Linked DNA regions of Mus musculus: region 2 is linked to region 1. A link is a contact called in public HiChIP or PLAC-seq data. All regions are on one chromosome and are shown on one strand. Each heading gives the region's core, a stretch centred on a gene start, on an enhancer-like site or on the middle of the called end of the contact. The rest is flanking DNA. Distances are from core to core; before and after follow the strand shown. Region 1 overlaps Pde4d (phosphodiesterase 4D, cAMP specific). Region 2 overlaps Pde4d (phosphodiesterase 4D, cAMP specific).

Region 1 (4,587 bases), core at 1,138-3,637:
ATTTTGTGTCTTTGCTGGTGAGTTCTTTGTAGTCAGTGGATTTTTGCATTGACTTAATCCAATAAATGCTTAATCCAACAAATAACATACAGTAACCAAAATAGGATTGTATCTTTTCAAAGTGCTATTCAAGTCCCAAGTAGTAGGAGTTAAATAGACCTGTGGTCTGTATATACTATTTCTGTTGATAATCTACCAAATGATGATATAAAACAGAAAATAAGGCTTAAGCATGGTATAAGCAGTGTCTCAAATTATCTACTTATATGGATCAATGAAGAGAGATCAGCTCTGGAACTAGATACATACACAAACCTACAAAACAAACTACAAGTGGACTCAGCAAGTTGTTTTTATCAATGTTTGTGCATATACATACATATATGCATACATACATGTTTACATACATATATACATACAACTCGACAAAAATAGTCAAAGGAAAAAAAATGAGATCAGCTTGAGGGTTGGGTCAGAAATGGGAGGAGTTTGAGAGAGGGTAGCTGGGAGGAGCTGGAGGGAGGAAATGAATGGAGAAACGTAATATAAATTCTATTTCAATTAAACATACATGAAAATAAATAAATACAAGAAATTATTTATAGGTGAGAAATATATACTTCCACGTAGACCAAACTGGTGCTTCTGCCTCCTGAGGGCTGACATTAAAAGAATGTGTCGCCATGCCTGGCTATTTCTGTGCTTTAGAGTGCAGTTACATTTTCCATCCCAGTCCTTCCGATTTAGTTTAGCTTAGTTTGAACATGATTGGTATTCCAAGGGCCTGGTGTAAAGTCTTCAATGTGCTATCGGAAGGTGATGGAACCTTTAGGAGATAGGATCTGATAGAAGGTTCTGAGTTCACTGGAGAGATTTAAAGGAGTTGGAGATTTAAATATGATCCTTTGGCAAATCTTGTGTGAAATGGATGCTAGTGACTTGAATTTTCATGAGAGGATTATTATAACAGGAACAATCATGGCCCCTCCCGTGCTCTTTCTCTCTGATTTTTTTAGGGGGGTGTGATTACTTGGTTCTACGTAGGTTTCAAGTAGAATGTGTCAAAATATCCTGCTCTCACTAGAGGCTAGAAAAGTCGTTTGGCCTCATCTTGGACTCTGAATCTCTAAAATGATGATCTAAATAAACTCCTTCTTTATACACAGCACTGGTAGGCTGACTAATGTATCACCCTATTGAACAGCTGAAGGAGATATTCAACATTAGGAGTACAAAGGTCTAGTGCTATACTGGCCCTTGTGTACAAGTCTCAGAACTTCTTTGAGTCCAGACCCAGGTGGTTGCCTTCTTGGTGATACCTTTTAAATCTTGATGATGTTTCTAAAGATACATATTCTCATGAGCTCATAAGAAGAATGTGCTTTTACATGCAATGAGTAGTCAAGTTAAACTATCTCAAAATGATTGTTCGCCTATCATTTGCAAAGAACATCAGATGACACTTCACAATCAAACAATATCTACTCTGCAAAGGACTTTTTCTTAACACTGACTCTGGTTTTCAGCATAGTATATGAGTGTGATGATAGCATTTATATTTACAGAAAAGGGCTTACAGCCATCTGGGTCAGGGTGCAAGGTGGAGCACTGCGAGATCTTCCCGTTTTAGCAGGAGAACGATGATCATATAAAGGGATTTTCAGGCAGTTATTTTAAATTTCTTTTTCATTATTTGGACTTATTCATGCTTTGAGTAGTAAGTGGGACTGTAATTTCTAACCCTTTAAATTCTAATATCTAGCTTAACTTAGAATATTTAAGATGTGTGGTTCTTCTGAGTTTATGAGTAGAGAAATATTTGGATATTTGTTTTCTCACTCCATTTTCCAGTACAAATGAATTGTTTTTCTTCATAAAAAGGTATGCCTGCTTATACTTCCTCAGAGCACCTTTGTGGAGAATAGGTTTTCAATATTCATTTCAATTCTATTTCTCGTGACCTTACGTAGGCTCCAAGCTGTTAGATCTTAAGTATGTGAGCTCTTGGAGCTGAGCAGTAATTTAGTGACATTTGAATGTCATGCCTTCTCCTCAGCTATTTTGCATATTACAAGTAGACTAAACTTTAAGGTTTTTATAAAAAAAATTACAGAATTACAGTTGGTGATTGTGTCACTGGAACCAATTGCATTTTATTTGTTCTTGAATGGCCCATTGTACTGAGAACCAGGCATAAGTTTCTGTTCTGACAATTATGCCTTAGTGACAAGGTCGATTACTTGTTGTGACCTAAATGCTTACTAGAAGACACCTCCTCCTATATGAAGATATAAAGCAAACAGGGCCAAAAGTTGCAGAAGCTGTAGTAGCCTCATGCTGTGGAGCTGTGGTCAGCTTCTCCCCAAGGCTTGTAATCTCCTGAGCAACTTCCTTCTGAGGAGAGTTGCAGAGTGGAGAAACATCTGCAGGAGTGGCCTAGCTATAGGAATAGGGTTAGGGGTGCCTCAGAAAAGCCACCTTGCCTGGCAGTGGGCCAAGGATGGCCCTTTCCTGCCATGACTTAGGCCACACCTACTTGTCAGTTAGCAGTCTAGGAAGAGACTGAAAGCACAGTTGTGGCTGTTGGAGCCACATGTCCCCTCTGTGGTGGTGCTTCTTGCATGGTGGCTGCCAGCTGTAAGTGGATCAGGTATGTCGCCCCTTTCCTGAGGGCAACCCAGAACAAAGATGTAAGGCTGTGGGGTCAGGCAAGTGCAGAGTTGGGGGTGGGGGGTCTGAATTTAGGAAGATGTGGACATTTCTTTTTGGAATCAGAAGCTGACAGATGGTTGTGATAACTGTATCAATAAATGGCCAATACATGGAAGTTTGGCACTATACTTGGGGAATTGATGGAGAAAGATGTTTTTGAAAGAAAGATTAGAACTGTTCTGGGTGAGTTGGGATGGTCTAGGATCTATCCTGTTTTGTTTGCTCTACTCTGGAAGTAAAGTTCCTAAAGTTTCAAGTCTCTCATTACTAAAACCAAAAGTTGCCAGGTCACCAAAGTTCTTCCTAGGAACCTCCTTAGGGGTGAGTCAGACATTCTTACTGCAACTGCCACGGTACTCCCAGGCTGCTTCGGACCCCTGTCGTTTTTATCTTGCTCCACTCTTACTCTCTGAGCCTTCATCCCGGTACCTCTGCCTTCCCTGAGGTTCCTTGAAATATGCTGTGTACGTACACTCCTTCTCAGAGCCTTTCCACCTACATTTCCCTCAATTAGAATCTTCTTCCTCCAGAGGTCCACATGACTCATTTCCTCACGTCCCTCCTGTCTCTGTCCAACTGGCACTTTAGAAGAGAGGCTTTTATGGCTGTGCTGTCTAAAATAGAACATTCACACATTCCCCATCGCTTTCCTTCCACTTCCCCTGCCATCTTCTCCCCACCCCCAGCTCTTAGGACTACAGATTGCCACATCCTATTAAGTTGAATCATAGGAAATTGTCTCGCGGTGGGTCAGGAAGAGCCGAATGTTGACCATTTTGTACAGTTGAATCTAAAATAAATTTATTAATTTGTTTATTACTTTTATAGATTTTTTAAAACATGAGTTCAGGAGTTTGTTTGGATTTTAGTCACATCTCTAGAATTTAAAACATAGCAAGCATTTAGAAAAGTTCCAACAAATGAATGTAAATGAAGATGCAAGCTAGTGGGATTTGTTGAGAGTAAACAGAGAAAACTTAAATAGGAAGTGATTTTTGTATGTGTGATCTAGAGGAAACTGCAGAATAAAAGGATTTCTGAGAGAATCTAGAAAATTCTGAAGGATTTCTTTGAGGCCAAGTGAAATACAGTTTCTAATTTGAGGTCTGGGCTATCTATGGGCTTAAATTATAGGTTTCCCCCCCCCCTGGGTACTTTTTTGAAATTGAGACTAGGATAAATTATATGGCTTTAGGCCTTTTTATTTTTACTTGTGTGCATATGTATTTGTCTATGTGAGTATATGCCATGTTTGTATGGGTGTAGACAGAACATACCTGAGGACCCAGCAATACTGGGCATATACCCAGAAGATGCTCCAACATGTAATGACACATGCTCCACTATGTTCATAGCAGCCTTATTTATAATAGCCAGAAGCTGGAAAGAACCCAGATGTCCCTCAAAAGAGGAATGGATACAGAAAATGTGTTACATTTACACAATGGAGTTCTACTCAGCTATTAAAAACAATGAATTCGTGATAAAGTTGATTTTTATTAGGGAAAACAGTTTTAGTCTGGTTCTACAAAATACAATCAATGGTCTAAAAACCATCCATGCTGTGGTTCTAGGTCTTAGACAGAACAGACAATCTGTTCTATGCATATATGATAGTAAAAGGTAACAAAGGCATCACCATGAGTCAGAAATAAAGACGGAGTTGGAAAGCAAGGCATTTGAGTCAAGGCTGTAGCTGCTCTCTGAAGTGTCCCATATGCGCTCTGTATATGGCCCACATGCCAAGGATTGGTTTCAGCAACAAAGTATAGATAAGAAATGCAAAACTGCCGCAGGGAAGGGGGATGCCTGGAGGAAGGAGCACCCTCTCAGAGGAGAAAGGGAGGGGGAGATGGGGTGGAGAACTCTGGGACA
Region 2 (4,587 bases), core at 1,476-3,975, 440 kb after region 1:
CTGACTTCCACATGCACATTTACACATCAGCAATAGTAACATAAACACATAAAAATCAGATGGATGGATGGATGGATGGATGGATGGATGGATGGATGGATGGATAGATAGATAGATAGATAGATAATAAAGTGTGTGCTTTAAAAACACAGTCTCCAAGTCTTTAACTGGCTAACTTGATTCTTTCCTGAGTCCTGTAGCTTTAATTGCTCTTGTTAATGAGTAGAACTGTGTGTCTAGCTTTGTGTTATCCCCCATGACGTTTTTTTCTCCCCTCGTTGGACTGAATTTCAGAATTTTAGAGGCAGTTTTCAAACATTTCAACTGTGCATCTGCTCCATTAGGTGACCTGCAGTGCCGCCCTGTGGCCAATGTGATGTCTGCAGCCACAGTCCTTGGTTGAAACTGGGATTCAACCACTTAGATTGTAACCAAATACAGGTTATCTAGAAAATCCACACAGTTTACTTTTGCTAAGAATGGGGGGGTCACTTTTTGCGCACTTTCCCAAGTTGCTTTATTGAATATTATATTTTTACTCCTTGCCCTACAGTCAGATAGTCAGATTTTCTCATCATTTGTGGGAAGAGGTACCTAAAAACAATTTATCACCCTAGAAATTATTACAGCAAATAAATCTACCTTTTAGAGTAATTATTAAGATTGATTCTAAGTTTCTGGTAAAAAACTAGCCAATAGCTGTGGGTGTGGGGTGGGAGGGAGTCTGTGTGTATATGTGTATGTGTGAGTGTGTGTGTGTGTGTGTGTGTGTGTGTGTGTGTGTGAGTTGGATGGTAAGATGTGATGAGCTATGGAGGTAAACACTTTAGTTCATCTCCACAGTTGCTCCCTGATACTAACCTTTATGATCTATGCACACATGTGTTTTCTATGCTTTGGGTGGGGGTGGGGGGGAGAGTCAGTGTCTTAGCAGTGTCTTAGGGCTGTAGAACCAACATCAGCAATGCTCCTCCCATTACTATACAACAGGACTGGTCCATTAAAAGGCTGGCCTGCTGAGTGACTTTTACCCAAACTCTCTGCTGCTCTAAAGGAGGCAAAACCAAACCAAACCAAAAACCAAACAAACAAAAGCAACAGCAACAACAAACAAGAACAAAAATCATAGCGGTGCATTTAGCAAAAAACCAGTAAGCAAGCATCAAAACAGACTGTGACTGGACCAGAAGTAAATACCCACGAAGAATCACTTAAATACAGACAGGTAGTGCTTAGTAATAAATCACAGACCATCTTAACAGCAAGCCTTACAGGCGTAGAAAGGATAGACGAGTTCACTGTTATCAGAATTTAGGAATATTACATCATGTCACAGGGTGAACGAACTGCAGCTTAACCCAGCATGAAGGTGAGCAACGTTCAGCACTTGCCCTCTGGTATTTCTCCTGCTATTGCCTGGGAGAGCCACTTCAGCTGCTAATAAGAGGGTGCTTCCGGTGCCTCAGACTGTATGAGAGATCACTTATGGGGAATGGGGGGTGGGGGAGAAGAGGCAGCCAAAGGGAAACTCCTTGGGGCTGTTAAAACCATGCTTTCTAAAGTCACACGCGTGAAAAGAAATGGTACAACCAGAAAAACCTGTGACCAGGTGACATAAGGGACAGTCGAGCACCTATTGGAACAGGATTTAGCATCCCCCTATGCCTGGCCACAGGGATCGGGGAAAGCATTCTGCTTTCCAAGCCTAAAGTCTTGGAACTCACCCAGATCTAAGGGAGTGGACATCTAAACGTGAGAAATCCTTTTGCAAACGGCTCAGGAGCAGCGCCCCAGTCACTGCAGGGAGGTTTGGTTATTTCTGTTTGTACAAATGAGAACTGCGTGAGAAAAGCCCCGCGCCTTGATGGGGGATACTTAGGAAGGGGCCACACGGGAGAATCCAAACCGAAACCTCTGGGGCTGAGGTTCCCGCAGTTCTCATCCGGACCCATGGCTTCCCTGTTGCCAGGGAAGAGGCTGGCTCAGGCAGGCAGATCATCTATGGGAGAGAAGATGACGCTCACTGTGCCTGAGGTCAGGACAGCCGATTGCTTTTTGGATAGCCTGGACTTCTGCGGCAACATTTGTGCCACAGGAAACAGTGCCGTTTCCCTTGAGGCCAAGTTCCCCTTAGCTCTGTCGGTGACCTTCACTATCCATGGCTTACCATTCTCCAAATCCCTCCTAACTACCCCCCACTGCCTCTTTCTTGCCACCTTCTTTCCCAATTATGCGTTTGGGGAAAGAGGCCCTCTTACCAAGTGAATCCGTTGCCACAGACATTAACACAGCCTCAGGTATTTAAGGTCAATACGCACCAAAAATGTTCCCACGTTTCACTGACCAAGACCATGCATCAACCTTGACCAAAATGCAGGTTAAGTTGGGGAGGTTAGAGGGCAGAGTAACCAGGAGAATGGGGGAAAGTCCTCTGTGGATCTGATGTGGTGACACGGGGGCTGACCGATAAGGAAGACGACACCAACAGGATTCAAACTAATGGAATCCAATCAGTGGGCACTGACTCCAGGTGACGATTCTTGAGAGCTGAGTTAGAGCTGAGGCACTCCGACAGGCTTTCATTTGCTAGATAGTTGCCACTTTCGTGCTCGAACATAAAAACCAACCGTCATTTTACAGTTTGGCAATGTTTGACCTGCGTTAGTTTAGTAGTAACACCCAAAGGATAAATAAGCAACAAAGAGTGGGAACACTTCTGCTCTACACCCCATGTCATGGCTACTAGCAGCAGCACACGCCACTGAATGTCACTGATTGGGAACTCTGGAAAAGGCTGTAACGTCCCCACCTACCCACCACCCACCCACCCAACCCACTGAAAGCATTTTTATGTTAGCCCTTGAACGCCAAAAAGAAAAATAAATAATAAAATAAATTTAAAAGCGTCGCTTTAATGTTTCTAAGGCTTGAGCGACACCTAGTGGTAGTCTACAAGATTGCTAAAGCACTGTAATAGGGTTTGGCTAACTTTTTTCGTTGTTTTTCTTTTATTCTCTCATATATTCCACCCCAGCTGTAGTTCTTGCCCTCTCCCCTCCCCCAGCTTCCCACCCCCTCCACCTCCCTCCTCTCCCAGATCCTCCACACCCATTCCCCAGCCCAGCCCCGCTGTACACACACACACACACACACACACACACACACACACACACACAGAGAGAGGGTTGGATGATGCAACCCAGTAGGAAGAGGGTCCCACAAGCAGGCAAAAAAGTCAGAGACAGCCCATGTTCCCATTGTTAGGAATCCCACAAGAACACCAGGCTACTCAGCTATAACATATGCAGCTGACCGAGGTCAGACCTCTGCAGACTCCCTGATTCCTGTGAGTCCTGGTCAGGGCTATATTCTTGCGGTGTCCCTGACCCCTCTGGTTCCTCCAATCCTTCCTCCCACTCCTCCTCAGGACTACCTCATGTTTGGCTGTGGGATTCTGCATCTTCTCCCATCAGTTGCTGATGAAGTCTCTCTGATGACAATTTTAAAGCCTATGAGTAGAAACTACAGGGGGGAAATGACAGGTAAATTGGGCACAGATGGACTATTCTCAGCCTGGAGCTTGCAACTCAAGAGCATTCACGTATCATTCACATATCAAAATTTCTCTATATAAGACATTTACATCACTATTCATAGCACTAGCAAAATTACAGTGATCAAGTGGCAACAAAATAATTTTATGGCCGGGCAGTGATGGTGCATGCCTTTAATTCCAGCACTTGGGAGGCAGAGGCAGGTGGATCTCTGAGTTCGAGGCCAGCCTGGTCTACAGAGTGAGTTCCAGGACAGACAGGGCTACACAGAGAAACCCTGTCTCGAAAAAAAAAATATGGTCAGGGTTTACCACGACAAGAGGCAGTGTATTTAAAGTTTGGGGCATTAGGAAGGCTCAGAACCACTGCAATACACCATCTGTTTGCACAGCACTTGTATTAAGCATCGTGGATATATAGAGATGATTGAAAGAATATGGACAGATTGCAGAGATTCTATGCAAACACTGTGCCATGCTCATCTGAGGTCTATGAGGGACAGCTCTGGCTTGAGGGACATGTACTCCTTAGTTCTTTGAGTCAGCCTTTCGGGAGAGCTAAAAGCTGCCCCTGCCTTAACAGTGGAAAATGCTATATAGCACACAGCTACAGGTAACTGGTTAAACATGAGACTTGTGAACACTCTGTCCACTGTGCATGTCAGCATTTACCAAGCAAGTAGGAAATTAACAACCAACGATTACTAGATTGGCTTTTTAAGTTCTTCACTACAAAAAGCGATAACTTTGTATTTATTGCTTAGAAACACTACACTAAAGAGCTCCAACATACATGTCATATACTAGTTCCTTGATGGGATCAACACTAATTTTGAAAATGCCAGTGCTCTGTGGGAAAGTTCTAAAATAAGAATAACATTGACAAGTGTCTCCCTCATTCAACTATCTCTAAGCCCTTCCCTTGCCAGCAGTGGGTGACATCATCAGCCACAGCCAACTTTATAGCTTGGAGACACAAGTAAGTCTCCGCACTTGAGTTTTAAGCATTTAATTTCTGGCTGGAACAAAGAATG

The links. HiChIP or PLAC-seq counts read pairs in DNA pulled down with a chosen protein or histone mark.
Region 2: an H3K4me3 HiChIP or PLAC-seq map of bone marrow-derived macrophages shows a contact between it and region 1, with 6 times the contacts expected there. The contact joins two enhancer-like sites. A contact is called at or near these places in 1 of 15 datasets of contacts at CTCF or cohesin (large pre-B cells), 6 of 484 Hi-C or Micro-C datasets (the AML12 cell line, embryonic fibroblasts, embryonic stem cells and 3 more) and 3 of 115 datasets of contacts at active chromatin or transcription factors (bone marrow-derived macrophages and embryonic fibroblasts).

What each region holds. Positions count from the first base shown.
Region 1 is chr13:108,772,749-108,777,335 of GRCm38.p6, forward strand. The region is part of intron 1 of Pde4d (phosphodiesterase 4D, cAMP specific); the gene reads left to right. Among named protein-coding and RNA genes, the nearest start is that of Pde4d, 120 kb to the left of the region's middle. Within about 2 kb of position 2,388, at least 78 of the 459 cell types and tissues checked have an H3K27ac peak or open chromatin away from gene starts, as enhancers often do. A contact at or near this core is called in bone marrow-derived macrophages and granulocyte-monocyte progenitors, where this site is marked.
Region 2 is chr13:109,210,241-109,214,827 of GRCm38.p6, forward strand. All of the region lies in intron 3 of Pde4d (phosphodiesterase 4D, cAMP specific), which reads left to right. Among named protein-coding and RNA genes, the nearest start is that of Mir582, 110 kb to the right of the region's middle. Within about 2 kb of position 2,726, at least 27 of the 459 cell types and tissues checked have an H3K27ac peak or open chromatin away from gene starts, as enhancers often do. A contact at or near this core is called in bone marrow-derived macrophages and granulocyte-monocyte progenitors, where this site is marked.